Linked DNA regions of Rattus norvegicus: region 1 is linked to region 2. The links are chromatin contacts, called in public Hi-C maps. All regions are on one chromosome and are shown on one strand. Each heading gives the region's core, a stretch centred on a gene start, on an enhancer-like site or on the middle of the called end of the contact. The rest is flanking DNA. Distances are from core to core; before and after follow the strand shown.

Evidence for each region. A called contact is a pair of places that touch in the nucleus more often than the background predicts.
Region 1: a Hi-C map of liver shows a contact between it and region 2, with 2.5 times the contacts expected there. The contact joins two enhancer-like sites. A contact is called at or near these places in 2 of 12 Hi-C or Micro-C datasets (kidney and liver).

What each region holds. Positions count from the first base shown.
Region 1 is chr14:19,578,691-19,584,631 of GRCr8, forward strand. No RefSeq gene overlaps it. Among named protein-coding and RNA genes, the nearest start is that of Dck, 29 kb to the right of the region's middle. Within about 2 kb of position 4,296, at least 1 of the 93 cell types and tissues checked has an H3K27ac peak or open chromatin away from gene starts, as enhancers often do. A contact at or near this core is called in liver, where this site is marked.
Region 2 is chr14:19,308,014-19,313,918 of GRCr8, forward strand. Slc4a4 (solute carrier family 4 member 4) reads right to left here. Exons shown (of 26, transcript NM_053424.1): 5 at 2,523-2,683. Among named protein-coding and RNA genes, the nearest start is that of Slc4a4, 160 kb to the right of the region's middle. Within about 2 kb of position 4,643, at least 6 of the 93 cell types and tissues checked have an H3K27ac peak or open chromatin away from gene starts, as enhancers often do. A contact at or near this core is called in liver, where this site is marked.

The DNA of each region.
Region 1 (5,941 bases), core at 3,046-5,545, 270 kb after region 2:
AGGTCCTGAGTTCAATCCCCAGCAACCACACAGTGGCTCACAATCATCTGTAATGGGATCCGTTGCCCTTTTCTGGTGTGCTTGAAAAAAGCTACAGGGTACTCATATAAATAAAATAAATTAATCTTTCTTAAAAAAGAAGTCTTCTTACCTCATTTTTAAAAAAGTAACTGAAGAAGCAATAAAAATTTCTTATTCCCTAAAACAAAATAACAATTTAACATGTCAGAGTTGTCTCCACAAATTTTCAAATGTATTACATTTCTATACTAAATCTAAATACTACAATATATGTGGAAAAGTGCTTCAACTTTGAAAGCAATGGAGTAGAAGTTACTGGGAAGGTTCCAGTGTTAACCAGAGCCAAAACAGGAGAGAGAATTCCCTAAAGAGGTATCTGTGGTAATGTTCAGGAAGCCGAAAAAGAATGAGAAATGCCTGTAATATTCTGACTTTTTAAAACATTTTTCATTTTAAAAAAGAGTCTCGGGGTTGGGGATTTAGCTCAGTGGTAGACAGCTTGCCTAGGAAGCACAAGGCCCTGGGTTCGGTCCCCAGCTCCGAAAAAAAGAACCAAAAAAAAAAGTCTCAGCTAAAATTTAATATGGCATATTTTTTTACAAAGATTTAACATTGCAAAGTTTTAGTATCTGAAGGGCAACTCGTAACGGCCTGCATAAGCAATGAATTATGGTTTCGCTGGAGTACAACTTTTACTCCAGGATTTAAGGGATGAGAGACAGAGCAGGTAATTCATCAACCATATCCAGCAGTTCCTGTGCTTTAATACATTGTCACCTGCTAGTCATATTAGACAGGCTTAAGGAATAATGAAGCTGGGCGTGCTGACACATGTGACAGCAGCATGCAGGAGGTGAGGCCATGTCTTAATCAATGCTCCATTGCTATGAAGAGACACCATGGCCAAGGCAACTTATAAAAGAACCTGTTTAATTGGGGGCTTGGTTACAGTCCGGGACTGTCATGGTAGGGAGCATAGCAGCAGGCAGGCAGGCAAGGTGATGGAAGAGAAGCTGAGAGATTACATCTTGTGGAGGCAGAGAAAGGAAGAGACACAGGGCATGATATGGGAAACCTCAAAACCCACCCCGTGATTCACCTCCTCCAATAAGGCCACACCTCCTAACCCTTCCAAAACAGTTCCACCAGCCAGGAGCCAAGCATTCAAATATAGGAGCCCATGGGGGCTAATCTCATTCAAACCACCATAGGCAGGATTGGGAGTTTGAGTCTAGCCTGGGCTATATACATAGTGAGACCACCCTGTATTCAAATATTGAGGGTCGTATACTTGATGGTGGACCCAGCACTTACCAAGCATGCCCAAGGCTCTGAGTGTGAAACTGAACATGGAGTCGGAGGCTGGGGACACAGGGAAGAGTTTTCTTAAGTATCCATAGTTCAGAAGTGAAAAACTGTAACTTATGGCTGTCGATCAACAACATGCAAGAAGAAAGCTAGAAAATAAACTTTAGGTTAAATTTAAAAAAATGAAATGTCAAATTGAAGAATGATTCAGGCTAAGCCACAAATACATTAAAAACTACACACAAGCACTGTAACGCAGACACATGCAAGCATGCACCCATGTAACTCATGGAGGAAATGCTACCATAAATCTTCCTCAACTGGAAGCCTTGGCAAAGGTAAGAACTCTACAAAGCCAGGTGTGGCACACACCCGTTGTCCCAACCTCTCAGGTACTTGGGCTCAAACAAGAAGGTGACCTCAGCCCAGGAGCTCAGAGCCACCGTAAGCGGAAGGATGAAATGGACTCTGAGAAAAATATTATGTTCTAGAGCACACACTGAATCCCTAGGGATAATCTGAAGAGTTGTGAGTTTGACTCCAACCTGAGCTACATAATGATATCCTCTCCCTCTCTCTCTCTCTGTCTCTCTCTCTCTCTCTCAAAGATTTATTTATTCATTATATATAAGCACACTGTAGCTGTCTTCAGACACACCAGAAAAGAGCATCAGATCCCATTACGGATGGTTGTGAGCCACCATGTGGTTGCTGGGATTTGAACTCAGGACCTCTGGAAGAGCAGCCAGTGCTCTTAACCACTGAGCCATCTCTCCAGCCCAGTGACATCCCTTCTCAAAACAATTAATAATGAACGAGTAAATAAACACAAGCAAGCAGTTCTCCATGAAACTGAATCTATAAAAGAACCTTAAGTTGGCAAGCTGGGCTACAGAGTGACACCCCTTCTCAAAATAAATAATTAAATAAAAAAGAAGCCAGCAGCGGCGCATGAAACTGAATCTATAAAATCGTCTTAAATTGGTAAGAATAGAACAATGTGTCCTAGCAGACGTAAAACATAAAGCTGGGGAGCAATGGTTCACCGCAATAGTGTTATCTCCCCATTCTGTGTGGAGTTATTTTCTTATTTCAATATTTTTTCAATCGTTAAAGTATTTTAAAGGCCATATTCTATTTGTTTTTTACTTTGTGTGTATGTGTGTGTATGGTTTGTGCTTATATGCACACACAGAGTTGTTTGTTTTTGAGACCAATTGGATCTCTCGTTGCGTTTAGAGCTCACTAATTGGATACACTGGCTGGCTAGCAGGCTGTGGAGAAACTCCTCTCTCTTCCTACCTCCAAGTGCTAGTGTTAAAGACACTCACTACCCGGCAGGGTCTCAGGTTCCCACAGCAGGAACTTTACCAGCTGAGTCTGTCTCCCAGCCCATATTCTACTTTAAAAAAAGGAGTGTTTGCTTTTATTGTCATTGTCAAGAAGGGAGTGAATGATAATTTATTTTTAAATCTGAAATTATAAATCAATAGGAAAATACTAATATACTCAAATTCTAACCTACTAAACTTTCAAGTTTAAACTTTAAACTTAAGTTAGACAGAGGTATCTTTCACTTAACCTAGAGTATAAATGCCAATAAATGTTGCCGATAACTAAATTTCAACAAAAAAAAATCATATTATCTTTCCAATATGGGAATCGAGATGTTGGTTTCTGAATCCAAACAAGACTGCTGAAGCCAAAAAACATCCTAACATCCTCTGTGCATACACTCTGTGCACACTTGAGGCATGTAACAGTGGTGTGTAAGGCTGTGGCTGGGTTTATGGTAGATGCTACTGTTCTGTTTATAATTTCTCGATTGTTTAGCTCTCTTTGCTAACTATTATTCAGGAATGTCTCCCTTCTCTTCCTCGTCACGCTTACTTTGTTTGGCTTTTCTAGTTCGCTTTCTGTTGCTGAAATAAACACCGTGACCAAATGCAACTTAAGCCCTTGGCTTACACTTTCCGGTTACAATACGCCACTGAAGCAGGAATTGTTCATGATGCTTCTGGGCTTGTGCACACCGGTTCAGCTGGCTTCCTACCCAGCGGTAGCCCCACCCACAGTGGCCTGGACCTTCCGACATCAATTGGCAATCAAGAAAATGCCCCCACAGAGATCTCTATAGGTCAATGGAATCCTGGCAAAGCTAACCAAAACCTCCTCGGACTACACTGTCTGTGTCAAGTTCACACTGAGGCTAACTAGAACAATAAAATAAAAACCACAAGATATCAAGGGGAAGGAGACACATTATCAAAAGGTTCATGCTCCTTTTAGTCCCTACTGCATGAAGGTTTACCCAGGTGCCTGTCCTCTGTGTTGTTCCTTTGATCACTCCAGGAAATAGTGGATTCATTACAGTAATCATAGATATATATTCTATCTTCTAAAAGGGAACACAAAAACCCTTGCTTTAAAAAACAGATGGCTCGGGGCTGGGGATTTAGCCCAGTGGTAGAGCCCTTACCTAGGAAGCGCAAGGCCCTGGGTTCGGTCCCCAGCTCCGAAAAAAAGAACCAAAAAAAAAAAAAAAAAAAAAAAAAAAAAAAAAAAAAAAAAAAAAAAAAAAACAGATGGCTCAGTGGTTAAGAGCACTGGCTGCTCTCCCGAAGGTCCTGAGTTCAAATCCCAGAAACCACATGGTGGCTCACAACCACCTGTAATAAGATCTGATGCTCTCTTCTGGTGTGTCTGAAGACAACTACAGTGTACTATAAATAAATAAATAAATAAATAAATAAATAAATAAATAAATAAATAAATAAATAAATAAATAAATAAATCTAAAAAACAAACAGATAAACAGTGCATAACTACAATCCTAGCAGCACCCAGAAAGTCAATGCAGCCAATTCCAGGCCAGTGTGGGCTACCCTGAGCCCCGACCTGTGTTAGACAGACTTTGGTCAGCATGAGATACTTGGTGAGCAAAACGACTCGGGAGTTTTCTTTGGCTTGCATGTTCAGCCCATTGGCTGGGAGTGAGGGTATGGTAGACGCAAGAACCTTCGTCGTGGAAGCCAGAAGGTGAGACGATTGATTCTTCATTCGTAGGCTTCCTTCTTTTTATTCCAGTCAGGACTCTAGCAAACCAGATGGGGCTGCCCACATCCAAGATAGTGCTTTCTCCCCTTAAATAACTGTCTTTGGAGGGGCTGGGAAAACAGCTCAACGGTTAAGAACATTTAGCTCTCAACACTGGTAAGCAGGAGGGTCAAAAGCATCCGTAACTCCAGCTCTGGTAATCTGATGCCCTCTTCTGGCCACCTCAGGCAACTGCATGCTTATACATAAACTACAAGCAAACATGTATGCGTACACGCTTTTTAAAATAAAGTTTTTAGTAAAAGAAAACGTTAATTTAGGCTACGGTTCCAGAGGGCCAGAATCCATAATGCTAAGGAGAAGGCATGGTATCAGGAATGTCCGAGGGCTCACATTTCAAATGGCAAGCAGGAGGCAGAGAGCAATGGCCCCCCAGTCTTTTGAAACCTCAAGAGTGCCGCCAGTAACACATCTGCTTTCTGGGCAGAACCTTTGATGTAATTCTGAGTGTCAGCTCTTGGTTTTCTCTACTTCTGAGGTCTTATCCAGAAAAATCCACCTGTGCCGATATCCTGAAGTGTTTTCCTTGTCTTATTTTGCTTCCAATGTGGCTTTGCTTAAGTTTCCTTGGATATTTGAAGTCCGCTGTGGTCTCACATGAATTTGGGATGTTTCCTCCAGTTATCCAGTGGTTCTTGGTATTAAAAGTCACTCTGAGAAGATGCGCCTAGTCCTGCAGTGATGTGCCAGGGTGGGGCAATACCCAGGGGAGCACCCCACTTCTCGGAGGAGAAGGGAAGGGAGGAATGAGGGGGGAGGAGCTGTGTGAGGGAGGAACTAAGAGGCTGATATCCAGATGTAAAGTGAATAAATAAATAAATTAATGAAATGCTTCAAAGAAAAGTCTCTCGCTGTTACACAGCAGCCTAAATATCCTTTTTTATTTCTAGCAATGGTTTGTTTTTATAAAATTAGGTGCTATTCCAACACTTGGCATATAAATTTACATCTCTCTTTTTGTTGTTTAACGATTTATTTATTTTACGTATGTGAGTTCACTGTCTCTGTCTTCAGACACACCAGAAGAGGGCATCACCTAATTAGTGGGTGGCTTTCCTGAGGGTGACACCCAAAGTTGTCCTCTGGCCTCCACTCACACACAAGCATACACTTGCATACTTGCGTGCGCGCGCATGCACACACACACACACACACACACACACACACACACACACACTGTTGGGGAGGAGCAAAGCTCATAGCCTATTTAACCCAGCTACAACCCCAAATAAGAAAGGCTTCTTAATGTTAGCCTATGAAGCTGAAAATGAGTTTTCTCTAATTTTTACGACTGTAAACAATACACTGACACTTTATTTTTTTAGCAAAAATGTTTACATTCACAAAGGAAGAACTATAATTTTTACAATGTTAAGATACAAAGATTTCTATTCAACACTGTTCAAATAGTAAGAGAAAATTATGAACTAATATCCCTTAATAACTTTAAAATCCCTCCAAAGGAAGAGTAATGGCTAATATAGCTCTTTCCTTT
Region 2 (5,905 bases), core at 3,393-5,892:
CCTCTGCACAGCTGGCCTTTGGTTTCCTCCCTTTCTTTTGCTCATGATGTATGGTTTGCTCTGAACTGTTTTTCTGAATTATCAGCTCCAGAATGACAGCCCTGGCACTCTGCCTCCTTGCCCCAGGGGCTGTGAAGCAAACATATTAGCGAGTGATGATACCTCAAAGTGACCTAGTGATGTCTAATTTTAACACAGAATGACAATGTTCAAAGTAAATTCATGGAGGTTAGAAAAGACTCCACAGCTGATAATAATAAAAAAGAAAAGTTATGGGAAATTAAGCAAGAACATCAAGTGCTCACTTAATCTTTCTTACATGAGGCAGATGTCAGAGCTTCCCCTTTTGGTCATTGGCTAAAGAGGCTCTGATTTGATGCGGACTCTGTCTTCTGCTGTGTACACACAGTGAGAGGGTTGCTGGAGACCAGGAACTCTGTAAGGTAGTTCAGTATGGGACTGAGAGCACAAAGACAGGTTTGCAGAGAAGTTCCGGTCTAAAACTTTCATCACCCTGGTGATCAGCTCTGAGACCGGCAAAAGCCAATCAATCATCAATCAATCAATCAATAAAAAGAATCAATGGATATTCCACTACATCCATCTCTTCAGTCAATAGTCTTTGGAATTTTTCCTTCTGCTCATGAAATCCCAACCATCTACATGCCAGACTCAAACCAGACTTCACGTAGTTGTGTGGTAGGTGACATGTAGGGAAATCTAGACAGCTAATGACACTAGGGTAAAAATACGAACCCAGCTAGTCTGAAGATGATCTTATTTAATTCTCCTTCGAAAGGTACACCATGACAGTTCCAATTGACAACATGACACGATCAAGAATCATCTAGAATGGGCATCTCCAGCAGGACCCATAGCGATTAATTTGGCCTGTGAATTGATAAGTCTGTGGGTGATGGTCTCTATTATGTTCGTTGATGTGAGAAGTCCCAGCCTAAAAGCACACAGTGCCATTCTGAGGATTGGGTCCTGGACTAGATAAAAAGAAGTCAAGCTGAGCTCAAGCATCCATGCACCCCTGGACCTCTGTCGCTGAAGATGGCTGTATCGTGACCCATTCTCTCAGACTCCTGCCTCACTGACTTTCCAGCTGTGATAGACTATAATCGGGAATCATGACCTAAAATATACCTCTCCACTAAGCACCTTTAATCAAGGTATTAATCACGGCATCAGGAAAGGAAACCCAGACATGTGCCCTTAATAGTGCTTCCACAGAAGAGGAACCAAGACTCCATGACTGTGTTCTGACCATGATCATCTATACTGACAGAAGAAGCCTTGAGTTAAAGCTGCCCCCTGGGATCCCAGCATTTCTTTGCTGGTACCACTTGGTGTCACAGGATACAAACTACTTCCAGAGATTTTTTTTTAGTATCATAGAGAAAACACACATACTCAATGGAAGGAATAAATGGTGACATTTCATGCAGAGAAATTCCATAAGCTCTGGTGATAGGCAAGATCCTCTACACCAATGTAACCTGACTCAGTCACTCAGTCACTAGCCGATGGGGCCCTAATGCTGGCATCCTACCCCACAGCATTTTCCACACACAGCTAAATGGCTTGACATGCACCTCCCCTCACAGCAGCCCAGGGAAGTGGAATATTTTCATCCTCCTGCAAGATGTGAAGCTCTGTTTTGAACAAAGTGTAACTGAGGAGCAGAAAAGCCCAGTGAAACATCTAAGGTCAAAGAGTTCTCAAACCCTAACGTCCAGAGAGCCAGTTGATATAGGAGGGTGAGAAGGCTCTTTAGCCAGAATATTAATCTGGGGTGAGGTAATGGCTCGATATGCAAATGACCACCATGCAAGCTTGAGGACCTGAGTCCAACGCCTAGAATTTATGTTAATTAAAAAAAAAAACAGGCATGGTGGCCACCATACCGAGTCTACTGAGTGAGCTCCTGTCGGGGAGAGATATTGTCTCAGAAAGGAAGAGATGGGTTCCCGAGAAATAAAACCATGGTTTACTCTGGCATCCACAGAAACATACATGCATGCACAGAAGCACACACATCAACCCATTCACACACACACACACACACACACATACACACACACACACACACACACACATACACACGAACGATCCCACATACACACAAGTCTATACCAAAAACGATCACCGTACACACTAACAAGTAGAGAAACTAATATGTGGATTGCATATTAAATGCAATCTTCGACGTTACAAAATATAAAGGATTTTTTTTTAAAAAAAAAAGCACAAAATTTCGAAGATTGATAAACAAACTTGGAAAAAAATCAATCTAAGTATTCCAAAATAATAGAAATGACCAAACCAAAGACGGGTCTTATTTCTTAATGCTACTTTTCTTGATATCTGTCAAATCGTTTGTAAGTCGCTCATTTCATGGCACAAGACTCTAAGAACCGGTGTTTTAGAGAATGCTCAACCCTGCTTACCCTAGCGGGCTTCTGCATTGAGGGGCATTCCTGAACGACAGGAGGGGCCTGAAGTGGCATACTCACCCACCAGCTGTGGGAGAGAGGAGGCCTCCCGGTCAAGCATGATGGATCCTTTCTCCATACATGTCCTCAGCTCAAACAAGCTGTGCAGGGACAAGGTGGCCACATGGGGTTTGCTCCATCGCTCCCCACCCTGTTCCACTTTCTCTTCAAACTTAATCCACCTAGGAAGATGAAATCAGGGAGAAACAATTAAAGAACTGCAACCTTCCCTGAAGGCGGCTCTGACCCCTGCCCACATCCCTGACCAGCACTTCCATAATGTCTCCTCTCTCTGCCTCGATAGCTTACTGACTCATCGACTCTGTCACTGCCAGGAATCCAATCACCAGATCACTTTCTCTCAAAAAAGAAAAAACAAAATGGACCAACGGAGTCCAAGTGACCTCTACCACCATCACCACCCTCCCCGTATAACCAGGAAATCAGTAAAAATGAATTCCTAAGTGACTTTTAGATGAGATGGGGGAAGGAAATAATCATGGGTGGCAGAGGGAGGGAGGGACCTGGGTAGGAGAGGGGAGGGGGAGAGGAAAGGGGAACAAGATCAGGGATTGGTGGAAGTGGGGGGAGGGCAGGCAGGAGAGAAGTCCAGAGGGCAAAAAGAATGAATGGAAATATGCAGCCTCAAGGGGTGGGAGGTGGGGGGACCCTCTAGAAAATACCAGAGACCTGGGAGGTGAGACTCTCAGGATTCAATGGGGGGTGACCTTAACTACAATCCCCAACATTGGAAAGAGACCACCCCCCCCCAACACACACACACCATAGATAGACAGGGCCTCAAGTGGAGGGACAGGGTTACTAACTCACAGTCAAAATTTCTGACCCAGAATTGTTCCTGTCTAAAAGAACTGCAGAGACAAAAATGGAAAAAAAGACTGAAGGAGAGGTGGTTCAATGACCGGTCCAACTTAGAATCTATCTCATGGGGAGGCACCAAGGTCTGACGGTCTTACTGATGCTATGATGTGCTTGCAGATTGGAGCCTGGCATGGCTGTCCTCTGAGAGGCCCAACTGCAGCTCACGGAGACAGAAGGCATACTTATACCCAACTATTGGACTAACGTCGGGGACCCCTATTGTTGAATTTAAGGGAAGGATTGAAGAAGCTGAAGGGGACACCGTGACCCCATAGGAAGACCAGCAGTCTCAACTTTTCAGACCCCAGGGAGCCCCCAGAGACTGAGCCACCAACCAGGAGCATACAGAGGTGGTGAGAGGCCCCTGGCAGTGGGAGAAGATCCACTTAATCCTCTAGAGACTTGAGGCCTCAGGGAAGAGGAGGCCTGGTGGGAGCACCCTCTCAGAGGCAAGGGGAAGAAGGAATGGGATGAGGAACTGACTGAAAGGGCAACAACTAGAACATAAATAAGTCAGTTAATTTTTTAAAAATATAAATTAAAAAATTTTCTCCAAGTAGGTAGTTCCTATAATTATAAAACCAGACATCTCTGCCAATATTCTCTTGTGACCTTTAGAGTGGGTTAGTTTAAGTAGCAACAAGAAAGCAATGTTTAGCTCAAATGGAAAATACCCAGTTGTTGATACTTAATGAGGTCCATGCTTTACCATGTCTGATGCCTCTGCCTCAGCTGGCATATGGGCCTCTCACTGAGATGCTAATAGAAACTTCACCCTTCCAGCCAGGCTCCACATATGTTTAAAATGAGCGAGCTCAGTGGACCACAGATTCACCGTGATGGACGACAGTCCTCTAGTAACCTCTGCGTTGGGACAGACAACCCTCACCCACTTCTGCTTGCCAAGATGTGTAGACAATTTTGAAAACAGAGAAAGCAAAGCTTTTTTTTTAAGTTGGAGGAAGAAAAAAAAACACATTTGGAAGCCTCATAATTCGTGTGTCACTGCACACAGACTCTGCTAAGCACCTCAAAGAAACAGGACGCGTCCCTACCGCGCCACCAGCATTCACCTGCCTTGCCCATCAAGCCTCTGAAGGATGCTGGAAAGGGAATGACGGGGTTAAATTTTGTTTTCCTACATTTCTCACCCAAGGGTTTAATGATTGAAAAACATTTTCCTAGAACAAGCTAAACGCTCACCTAACTCACTGCAGATAAGAACAAAGGGCAGGCATCGGAGGAAACCAGAGGAAGCGCTACATACTGTATTATTTATAGAACTCTTATCAACCCCCAGGGAGGGGAAAGACGCTCCCTGCACAGACCACAAGTGAAAACAGATCAAGAGATCAGCCATCGTGTCAAAGAAAAGCTTAGGATTTTTATCACACCCAATGCTCATTGACTCAAAAGCATTTTCCCGTATGCCTCCACACTCCTCCCAGGAGGCCCCTCGAAGCCAGGCAGCTCCTCCCTGTCAATGGTAACGTCTATGTCCAACCTCTCAATGACTAGAGGCCCCGTTACCCTGTGTTCTACCCAGCAAAACCAGCAAGAGGTCTTGACTTTTAAATGTGGATCTTTTTACCTCTAGAGTTTGAAAGCCACAGCTCTAACCGAGTGTACATATGAGCAAAGCTAAGTGGAATAATGTAGACAAAAAAAGTCATGAAGTAAGGGGGCCTCAAAGAGGGGAAGGAGAGGCAAGTTGGTGTAGATACAATACTCAGGTATGTAATCCTCAAAATTATAATACTAACAATGCCTTAAATAACAAAGACGTTTAAAGGTCAGCAATATCACTGTAGAGACTCTAAAACTTCAACAGTGAACCTGGTTTATTTCCACAGAAGTAATTGAAACATTCCTGAACAAAATGAGAAACTTCTATCATGCCCCCCTGTCTATATGTGTTGTTAGACTTAACATTTTCTTCATCTTTGGTTGGAATAATTTCCAGAGAAACAGAAGGAGCTAGAAGTCAATGACAATTTTTATAGCACACACTTACAATATTTCGTGGCTATCAGCAAGCCAATAATAAACAAGGAAAGCAGATTACTTCATAATCAATTAGATGATTACTGTGATGCTGTTAACTTTGGGCAGCACCTTCTCCTGCTTTCTCACGGGATCTTTAAGTTATTCTGTGAACAGTTTAATTATATCTGTCTTACTCCATAGCTCCAGATCAGACTCCAGAAGATGAAAGAGTCCATGGTAAATGGTTTCGGATCTCAGGGCTACCCAGAAATAGACCGTCTATGGAAAATAGAGTGGATACCTGTTCTGGATTTCTAAGAGTATTCTCAATAGCTGAGAATCTTTGAAAACAGAATGTAAGCCAAAGATAAATGACAAGGGTCATCTAGAAGCTGTAACGTGTAATGTTTCAGACAGCTTCATTCATTTCCCGTACCTTTCTTCTCCTGCCCTCAGGATGTGCCAGAGACCTGGGATGGGGAGGGCTCCCAGGAGTCTATAGGGAAGACTTTAGCTGAGACTCCTAGAAGTGGGGT